Linked DNA regions of Mus musculus: region 2 is linked to region 1. The links are chromatin contacts, called in public Hi-C maps. All regions are on one chromosome and are shown on one strand. Each heading gives the region's core, a stretch centred on a gene start, on an enhancer-like site or on the middle of the called end of the contact. The rest is flanking DNA. Distances are from core to core; before and after follow the strand shown. Region 1 overlaps Rnd3 (Rho family GTPase 3). Region 2 has its middle 34 kb from the start of Gm13497.

Evidence for each region. Hi-C and Micro-C count contacts between places; a contact is called where the count stands out from the background.
Region 2: a contact with region 1 is called in a Hi-C map of nephron progenitors, with 2.1 times the contacts expected there. The contact joins two enhancer-like sites. A contact is called at or near these places in 2 of 39 promoter capture datasets (both in the 3T3-L1 cell line), 2 of 484 Hi-C or Micro-C datasets (embryonic fibroblasts and nephron progenitors), 1 of 115 datasets of contacts at active chromatin or transcription factors (embryonic stem cells) and 1 of 9 other capture datasets (liver).

Annotation. Positions count from the first base shown.
Region 1 is chr2:51,137,941-51,142,105 of GRCm38.p6, reverse strand. The region is part of intron 2 of Rnd3 (Rho family GTPase 3); the gene reads left to right. Among named protein-coding and RNA genes, the nearest start is that of Rnd3, 9.1 kb to the left of the region's middle. Within about 2 kb of position 1,450, at least 183 of the 459 cell types and tissues checked have an H3K27ac peak or open chromatin away from gene starts, as enhancers often do. A contact at or near this core is called in nephron progenitors, where this site is marked.
Region 2 is chr2:51,205,451-51,209,574 of GRCm38.p6, reverse strand. No RefSeq gene overlaps it. Among named protein-coding and RNA genes, the nearest start is that of Gm13497, 34 kb to the left of the region's middle. Within about 2 kb of position 1,929, at least 8 of the 459 cell types and tissues checked have an H3K27ac peak or open chromatin away from gene starts, as enhancers often do. A contact at or near this core is called in nephron progenitors, where this site is marked.

The DNA.
Region 1 (4,165 bases), core at 201-2,700:
CAGAAATAGAGAACACTGAGTTTTTCTAGAAACACCTATCTGCCCATATCTTTTCATAAGAGCTCTTCATAATATATAAGAGTTTGATACAAATGAAAGACAACTGCTGGACCAAGTGGTGATGGCTAACTGGGTCCTGATGTTTGCAATGTAGGTGTAGTTGAGGAATAACTGAGGTTTATATTGAAACAGAGTCTCAAGGTCTTGTCCAGACTTGAATCACATTCCTGAGCCGACTTCTCTTGTACAGCTCCCCTTCCAGCCATGGCCTCTCGTGCTGCTTGCTTCCCCTGTGCTTTTAATGAACACTTAAAGTAACAAATTTTACTGTGTAATTTCTGCCCAAAGTATCCACTATTCCTAACTTCCTTATCTTGGTAGCAATTCCTTATAGGAAAAACTTTCGACTTACTTTTTTAAGTGTAAGGTATCACACTTTTTAAAAGATTCAGTGAAGAGGATTTTTCAGTTTGCAGACTTTAGAAAGGTAAAGTTTTAGTATTTGAGCTGGTTTTGCAACAGGTCCAAAGGTCTCCCTTTTAGGCACGGCTCTTGGTCCATATATGTTTAATCATGTACATATATGGTATGCTGTATCTCTGCATCGGGGTGACTTCAGCAGGCAGGTATGTGTTTGAAGAATTAGTTTCTAGGTGAGGCACTTTGTGACTCTTCTTGGGCTGGAAATTTTCCTCTCAGTCCAAATTAATGATCTTGAAGACAGAGATGGGGTAGACCTGCAATTTCAAAAGTCTGTCAGAACTTTTCTGATGTTTGCCAAACTCGAGCAACAAAGAACCCCCAATGCATGCTTATTCTAATCCAAGCCTGGATAAAGCCTTTCAGCTTCGAGAGGGGATGGGTGGACCTTTCAGCTGCGGGAGTGGGGCTGGAGTGGGGCTGGAGTGGGTGGACTTGGTCGGAGTGAGACACTTGCTTTGCATATAGTCCGGTTACAGCTTTATACTAAAACAGTTCCCTGCAATTTGCCAATGGAGAGTTTGGTAGGTTATTTAAAGGGGGGCCTTAAGTGCAGTGCTGTGTCTTTAAGGACGATGCTGCCCTGGAAATGTCCCTATGCAGGAAGCCCCTTCTACAAGCCAAGGAAGTTTTATTTGACAAGCAAAGCTTCATCCTTAGATTTATTGGATTTTAACTCTGGTACATTCTTAGGTACTGAAGTGTAGGCTGAGCACACGAGGACCCACTGTGTTTGAGCACACCGTAAAAACACGTTCAGTTAGCACCTTCCAACCTTAAACTAGAATCAATAGAAATTAGTATTTCTGAAAGCCTGCCTTCCCAAGGTGCCGAGGGACTTCTCCAGCTGCGGGATGCAGCAGGAATCCGGGGCTGGCTTTGTTCTCTCTTTGAGGGCTTACTCTCCACTGTTTGGAGTCTCCTGCGTCTCCGGGACTCCTCAGTTGACAGGGCATTCCTAGGATTCTTCCCACACATGCCTGTGGTGATCAGCCCTTAGCTTGCCGACTTCCTTTGTGCAGGTCACAGAGCTGATCACAGAAGAGAAGGGTCCCTCTTACCCAATGAACTGTGAGATCTTTCCTGTTAGAACAGTTTTCTAAGTTCACTTTCCTTACTCTGAAAAAAAATGGAGACAATAGTTTTGGGTGTTCCCCCTCCCCCCATCCAGGAAAAAAATCTTAACCTTAAGCTTTCAAAAAATAATGAATAAATTATCTTCTATGGCAAGTTACTCTTCTCGTTGGTGGTCGAATTACAGTTATGAGTTTGAGGATCTGTTTTATTAGCGCCCTTGGGCACTTGTTGATCAAAAAGCTGCATTGTTTACTGCTGGGGGCTGGACTGGGCTCAGATCAAAGTCCTGCTCTTAATTAGATCTTGTTAAAGCGCCTAGGAGTTACCTCTTTACCTCCAAGCTTGGTGGCTGATGTCTCATGAAGCGTTACACTACATATGTATTTTCATCCAAACTGTTAAACCAAATAAAAACAAAGGCAGAAACAGGCCTCCATGAGAATCTTGTAATCTTGTTTAACTCGAAGAGAACTGTTTCTTTTTAAAGTCAATCAAGAGAGTAAATTTCCCTCTTATTTGCATATAGTCACTGAGCACAAAAGCTGCCTTTCTTTCTTTTTTTTTTCTTTATCTTTTTTTTTTTTTTTTTTTTTTTTTTTTTGGAGGCAAGCAATCTCCAGCCTGTGACAGAGGGCTGAGCACAAAGCCAGATCCCTTTGTGGCCTTAAACTGGGTGGGGGAGGGGAAGCAGCCCACAAAAGGCGGGGTGTTCTCTGCAGCCACATGGTGACTGGAATGTTGCAACCCAGCCTCTGGATTTTTCCCAGCAGTCCCAAGTTTAATTAAATTAGTTTTGCCCCTTTGACTTCCTTCAGCCACCTTTGGAAAAGATGGTCTCCATTGTCCTGTAAATACTGCGCTCTGCCACTCTGTGCAGGCAGCGTCCTAAAGGAGCCTGGCACCTCCAGATTCTAATCATGTCCCATAGGTCTAGACTGGAGAGCATAAGACATGAGCTTTCTGACACCTGTTTGGCTTTACACAGTAGGCTGACTCTGACAGTGTAGGTCGGGTCAGGTCGTTGGAGCTAGCTTTGAAGAACAGAAGAGAGCCTCCTCTGTCCTCCTTTGAATTTCTTCTCTGTACAGTCTGGGATTTTTTGTGGCAGGCTATTAGGAAAGAGATATTCTAATGCTCACAGCAGCAGCTGTGCCAAAGTTAGACTTTGGACAGGCAAACAAGGAAGGTTACAGTGGAGAGAGTCAGAGCTGCAGAACTAATGTAAAATATCAGTGTATCCATAGAGGGTAAAGCCATCCCTTTCTGGTGCCTTTCAAGAAAAACTTAGGGTGAATTCTAAGTGTCCACCTTAGAGTTACTCTCACCTCTAATTTCTTCAAGTTGCTGAAAGGGTAGCCACTGCTTGTCATTTTTAGAAACACATTACATATTTTTCTTATTCATTTCAACTAAGGCCTTAGCTCTCTGGGAGTACCTTTCATTCAGGGTTTTTTACCTCACTTCCAGCCTCCCACAGGCCAGTGGGAGGCTGCTGACCTGTCTGAGAGCTTCTTAGCCTTTCTTCACTGCTGAGGCATTCCTTCCTGGTTCCTAGGACATCCGCATCTTCCTAGCTCAGCACACAGACTCTCCATCTCTAAAGCAGAACTGAGGTACACACAGTGCGGGTAGGGATTGCAGCGATGAGTGCCCAGAGCCTAGCACACACACACACTAACTACAATAACCTCTAGGAAGAGACAACAGACTCCTGAAGGCCAGATGTCTTTGTACTTTTTCTTTGAGACATTGTCTCTCTTGCTCAATGGAGAAGGAGCATGGAAATACTAGTGTACTCACATGGAGAGTTAAACAATCTTGCATTCTCTCTACAGCTCAGGTAGGCCTCAAAATTGCAATCCTTCTTTACCCTGCTACTGGACCTGACTAAAACCATTTCTTTGAATAGCTCCCCCCATCCCCCACCTCTCTCTGTGTGTCTGACTTGGACCACCAAAGTTTTGACTTAGGGAAGGCATGTTGTGTTTTCCTGCCAGAAATGCAAAATTATGTCAAAACTAAATCAAAAGTCAAAAAAATCTTTAGCGTATTTGCATTTGCCTAATAAATGATCTTCCTGGTGTCTGTGAATAACTATATGATGAAATAGTTCTTTAAAAGTAGCAGTTGTCAAGTTATCTTCAGTGTTATAGTCAATCTATTTTGTAATTATTGGCCTTGTATGAATTCCCAACATTTGGAACTCATAAAGATGTTAAAAAAAAAAGGAAGAAAGAAAGAAAGAAAGAAAGAAAGAAAGAAAGAAAGAAAGAAAGAAAGAAAGAAAGAAAGAAAGAAAGAAAGAAAGAGAGAAAGAAAGAGAGAGAGAGAGAAAGAGAGAGAAAATAATCTTAAATTTCCAGAAAGTTCTGTGGTTCCATTGATTGACTGTCAATTTGAACTTTTAGACTACCTTGAGTTTAACTCAGGCGAGGGCCCTTGGATTATGTCCTGCAGTCATGTTTGCAGGAGGGACTCTGTAGAAAGGCAACATGATCCAACATGGCATTTATGACATTCTTGGTGTAGCAGGAAGTGAACTTACACAGAGCTGGGGGATAAGTGTAAGCAGGCACAAAGGTCAATGGCTTATCCAGTCTTGTAACTG
Region 2 (4,124 bases), core at 680-3,179, 67 kb before region 1:
TTTCATTCCATAGATACCAAGTCTGGAATCCAGCCAAAACCATCTTCTATATGGAGTTTTCACTTCTTTTCAGAGAACCAAGCAAGATGCTCTTACTTTTTATTGACATGTGGATATTATTATTAGAAAATAGTCATAAAGAACACAATATTTAGAGTAAAACAGAATTCTGTTCAAAGTCCAGATGTAGCATTTGCCAGCTAAATAACTTGAAACAAATTTCCTGAGCACTGGAAACATTTATAAAGATGCTGTAAATATAGGAAGTGTATCACCTAACTCATAAAATCCCAATCCCAGCTCCACAGTGCACACTGAAAGCATTTATCACATTGCCTATCACAATTGCCTACAAGGCTGAAATGTTTGACTCATTAAATACTGTCTTTAAAATAATAAATCACAAAACTATAATGGTGGGGATTTTCCACTTCTTTGATTAAAAAAAAAAAAACCAAAACACTGAATTAGCTGTAGATTTAAAATAATACATTAACCCTCATGTTTCCAGGCCTTTGAGATATCAACATTTTTTCCCATGAGAAAACTGCAAATTATGATAATTCTCTAAGTGTCTGGCTCACTGTGGGTTCAACATTTATGGGAATAAAGTCTCTGTAAATGAGGAATTATCATGGCTTTGAAGCCAAGGTCTGAACATCAGGATGGCGGTATACTTTGCAATGAGTTTGCTCACCTATCTCTGCCCAGTGAGTAGGGATGTCTTAGAAACACACAGAAACAATGGGCATCCAATCATAGCCTTCCTCAATTGTTATTGAATTGTAATACACATTTACAATAGAATTTTGGCAAATCCTCTGCATAAAACTTCTTTTATATATATATTTTTTAAAAAAAGTACAGAGTCTTCATTTGGCGCGACTCTTTAATATGTAGGTTTGTGTTTCCTGCCTTCTAGTTTCCTTAAAAAAATATATCATGTTGTATAGACACTCACATACCCATTCATTAAGCACTTTGAAGCAGCCGTCTGTGATATTTTCAAACACAACATTATTTTACCAACATGGTTGGCAGTCTTGAGTCCCATTCCGACTGAATTCTGCCAATTGATACTGGAGAAAGAAACTCAGAGCCAACCCTACCCCCTAAAAAAATTTTGGCTAGTGATACTTCTGGTAAAGACTAATTAATGAAGGGAAAGTTTGTGGTTTACCATTTTGTCATATGCAGATCTCTATCCATGGCTTGGAGAGAGACCCATTCACCGGGTTAAGCTCCTAGAACTGGGTCCTTACAAAGCTTCTTGTACCTTTCCTGCAAACTATTTCTTAGTCACTTGACCAACAGTCGATAATGTTATAATGTAAAAGTAGTAATATTATCATTTACGTTAGTGAATGAATCCTTATGATTATTATTTCCATTGATTCTATTGATTACTTGAGCACAATTAATCCTAAGTCTTGCATGTGACAAATTTTTAAAAATGCACGAAGTTTCATATGTGGAATGCTCTGGATCAAAGCACCATGTGACATCGTATTTAAGTATTCCTTTATCACAAGTGCGCGTTGGCTACACCTTCCCTCTTTACAATGGGAGTTGAAGGAAACACTAATAGTGAATGTTCCATCCTGAACACTCTGCCCCTTGCTCTCAGAGGGCAAAGATGCCCTGTCAAAATGATTTAAAAGGAGGAAAGAAAGTTGCTGGAGGGGAATTCTGGAGGGGAATGGTACTCCAGATCAAAAACAATTTTAAGAGGTCTTCTCGGGTGGCCTGTGTGGAGACATGCAACAGCCCAAGCTGCAGCTTTTCCGAGAGGTTAAATTTCACAAAGAGAAACAACAGCAAACAGGCTGCCAATTTACTCCACAATGTCACAACTGGCTGACGACCTGTTCAAAGCAAAACCGCTCATTTCCAAATTCCTGGATCTGCCTTTTGCTGAAACATTAAACACTTAGGAAATTCTAGAGCTTGCATGTCACATTTATGACTCCTGGGTAAATGGCTGTGTGCAAACTCACTGGTCTTGGTCCAATAATTGAGCCTGGGGGTCGGGGTGCAGTGAGAGCCACTTTTAATTTAGCCGACAATGCTAAGAAGCACCATGGATAACTCAGGCCACAGCTGAATCCCAGTTCAGTTCTCAACAATATGGAAGAGTGCTTCTAAGCACAGTTCCTAAATACTTTTCCTGGGGCAAGAGGGTTCCTTTGTCAGCCACCAAGGGCTGGTCTGGGACCAAGAGCTGACCCAAGTGGCTTTCACTTCCCTGTCTGCCAGGGTGCAGCCCTGAAGGCTGGCAGTAATGATGTGGGGGACCTGGATCGGACTGTTATAGGAGAAGAGGGGAGGGCTGCAGATAGGACTCATTCACATAAGATTGCTGGCAAGAAAGGGGAATACAAACCCAGAGAACTAAGCACCAAAGGCCACTTGGTTCTGAGATTTTGAGAGGTGTAGCAGGAATTACTATCTATACACTCACGCAGAGCTTCCTTCTAGAAAGTGGACATTTTTCCTGATTATTCAGGGCCTAGGAACCAGTCAAAAATAAATTTTTATGTTTGATGAATTTTGTAGGACTAGACACATGAAAATGGTAATTGTATTAAAAGGAAGAGAGAGAGAGAGAGAGAGCGCACTCAATGGAATGTAAATCCCCTGAACTTGTACAATAGCTGTCAGTGAAAAATGTATGTCTATAGACTTCAGACATTCCTCTCCAAGTTTATTGTGTGTACATGTGTGTGTGTGTGTGTGTGTGTGTGTGTGTGTGTGTGAGAGAGAGAGAGAGAGAGAGAGAGAGAGAGAGAGAGAAAGAGAGAGAGAGAGAGAGAGAGAATCCACATCTAGCTGTAAGTCTGCCTGGTTGTCTTCAGTAAAGGAAAAGCTGTTAAATAACACTTTAAAGAAAGGAGTAGTCCTCATCAGAGCTATAATCTGACATTTCTATGACATCACTGGGTGGGTGGTCCCTCATAAATCTGTTACTCATCCCGAAGAACAAGCATGTGTGTTGATAGAGCACAAATTGAATTCCTAATCGGTAACAGTGCTGGTCTCTCTTCTGTGAATTACAAAGCAATAACTAAGATTTACTGAGTGCTCCTTTCCTGCCTGCTTCTACACGAAGCACTTTACATACATCCCGACACTCAATTCCTCCAAGAATTCTAATGATCCTATTATCATCTCCTTTTCCAGAGGCTGAGGCTTAGAGCTAGCTTGCCTTCCAATAATAATCATGTATATCATTTTGTGAGATAAATGACAGCTCTAGGTTTACCCAAGTTAGTTTAATAATTGCTAATGTTATAATTACATTTACAAATGGGAGATTGTGAGGGAGTTAAAGGACAAAAAAATATTCCTGAGAAAATAACCCAGAATCTATCTATGTGCTTTGGAAACAAGTAGCCTGGGGTATTCCCTGTCCCTGTCCCTGTCCCTTTCTGTCCCCCTTCTGCTTCCCTTTCCCCTCCCCTCTCCCCCTCCACTTACCCCTCACCTTCCCTCTCTGAAAAGGTGTTCAGCATCCTGCTTTGGTCCATCCAGTGCCACGATTAAAGGCATGCATCACCACATCCAATTTCTTTACTTATTTTTGAAGGGAAAGAATACAACTGACTCTAGGGACGGGTCCAGCAATACACAAAATCCATAGTCTGATTTTGATACTTTAGCATCAACTTAGTTGTCTTAGTGCTCTGAAGAAACACCATAACCAAAAAGCAAGTTGGAGAGAAAAGGGTGCATTTGAATTCAAAAGGGTTTATTATACTTCCCTATCACTGTTCATCATTGCAAGAACTCATGGGCAGGAACTCACACAGGGCAGGAACCTAGCGGCAGGAGCTGATACAGAGGCCGTGGAGGTGTGCTGTTTACTGGCTTGCTTCCCCTGGCTTGCTCAGTCTACTTTCTTATATAACACTGGACCACCAGCCTAGGGATGGCACCACCTACAAAAGGCTGGGCCCTCCTCCACCAATCACCATTATGAAAATGACTTATAGGTCTGGCTCTTTTTTTTTTTTTTGGTGAGTTTTACGTTCTGCATCCCAGTCCTCCTCATCTCTCCTCTCATCTGCCCTTCACCCTTGCAACCTCCCTTCAAAGTAAAGAACACACAACCAAACAACAACAAA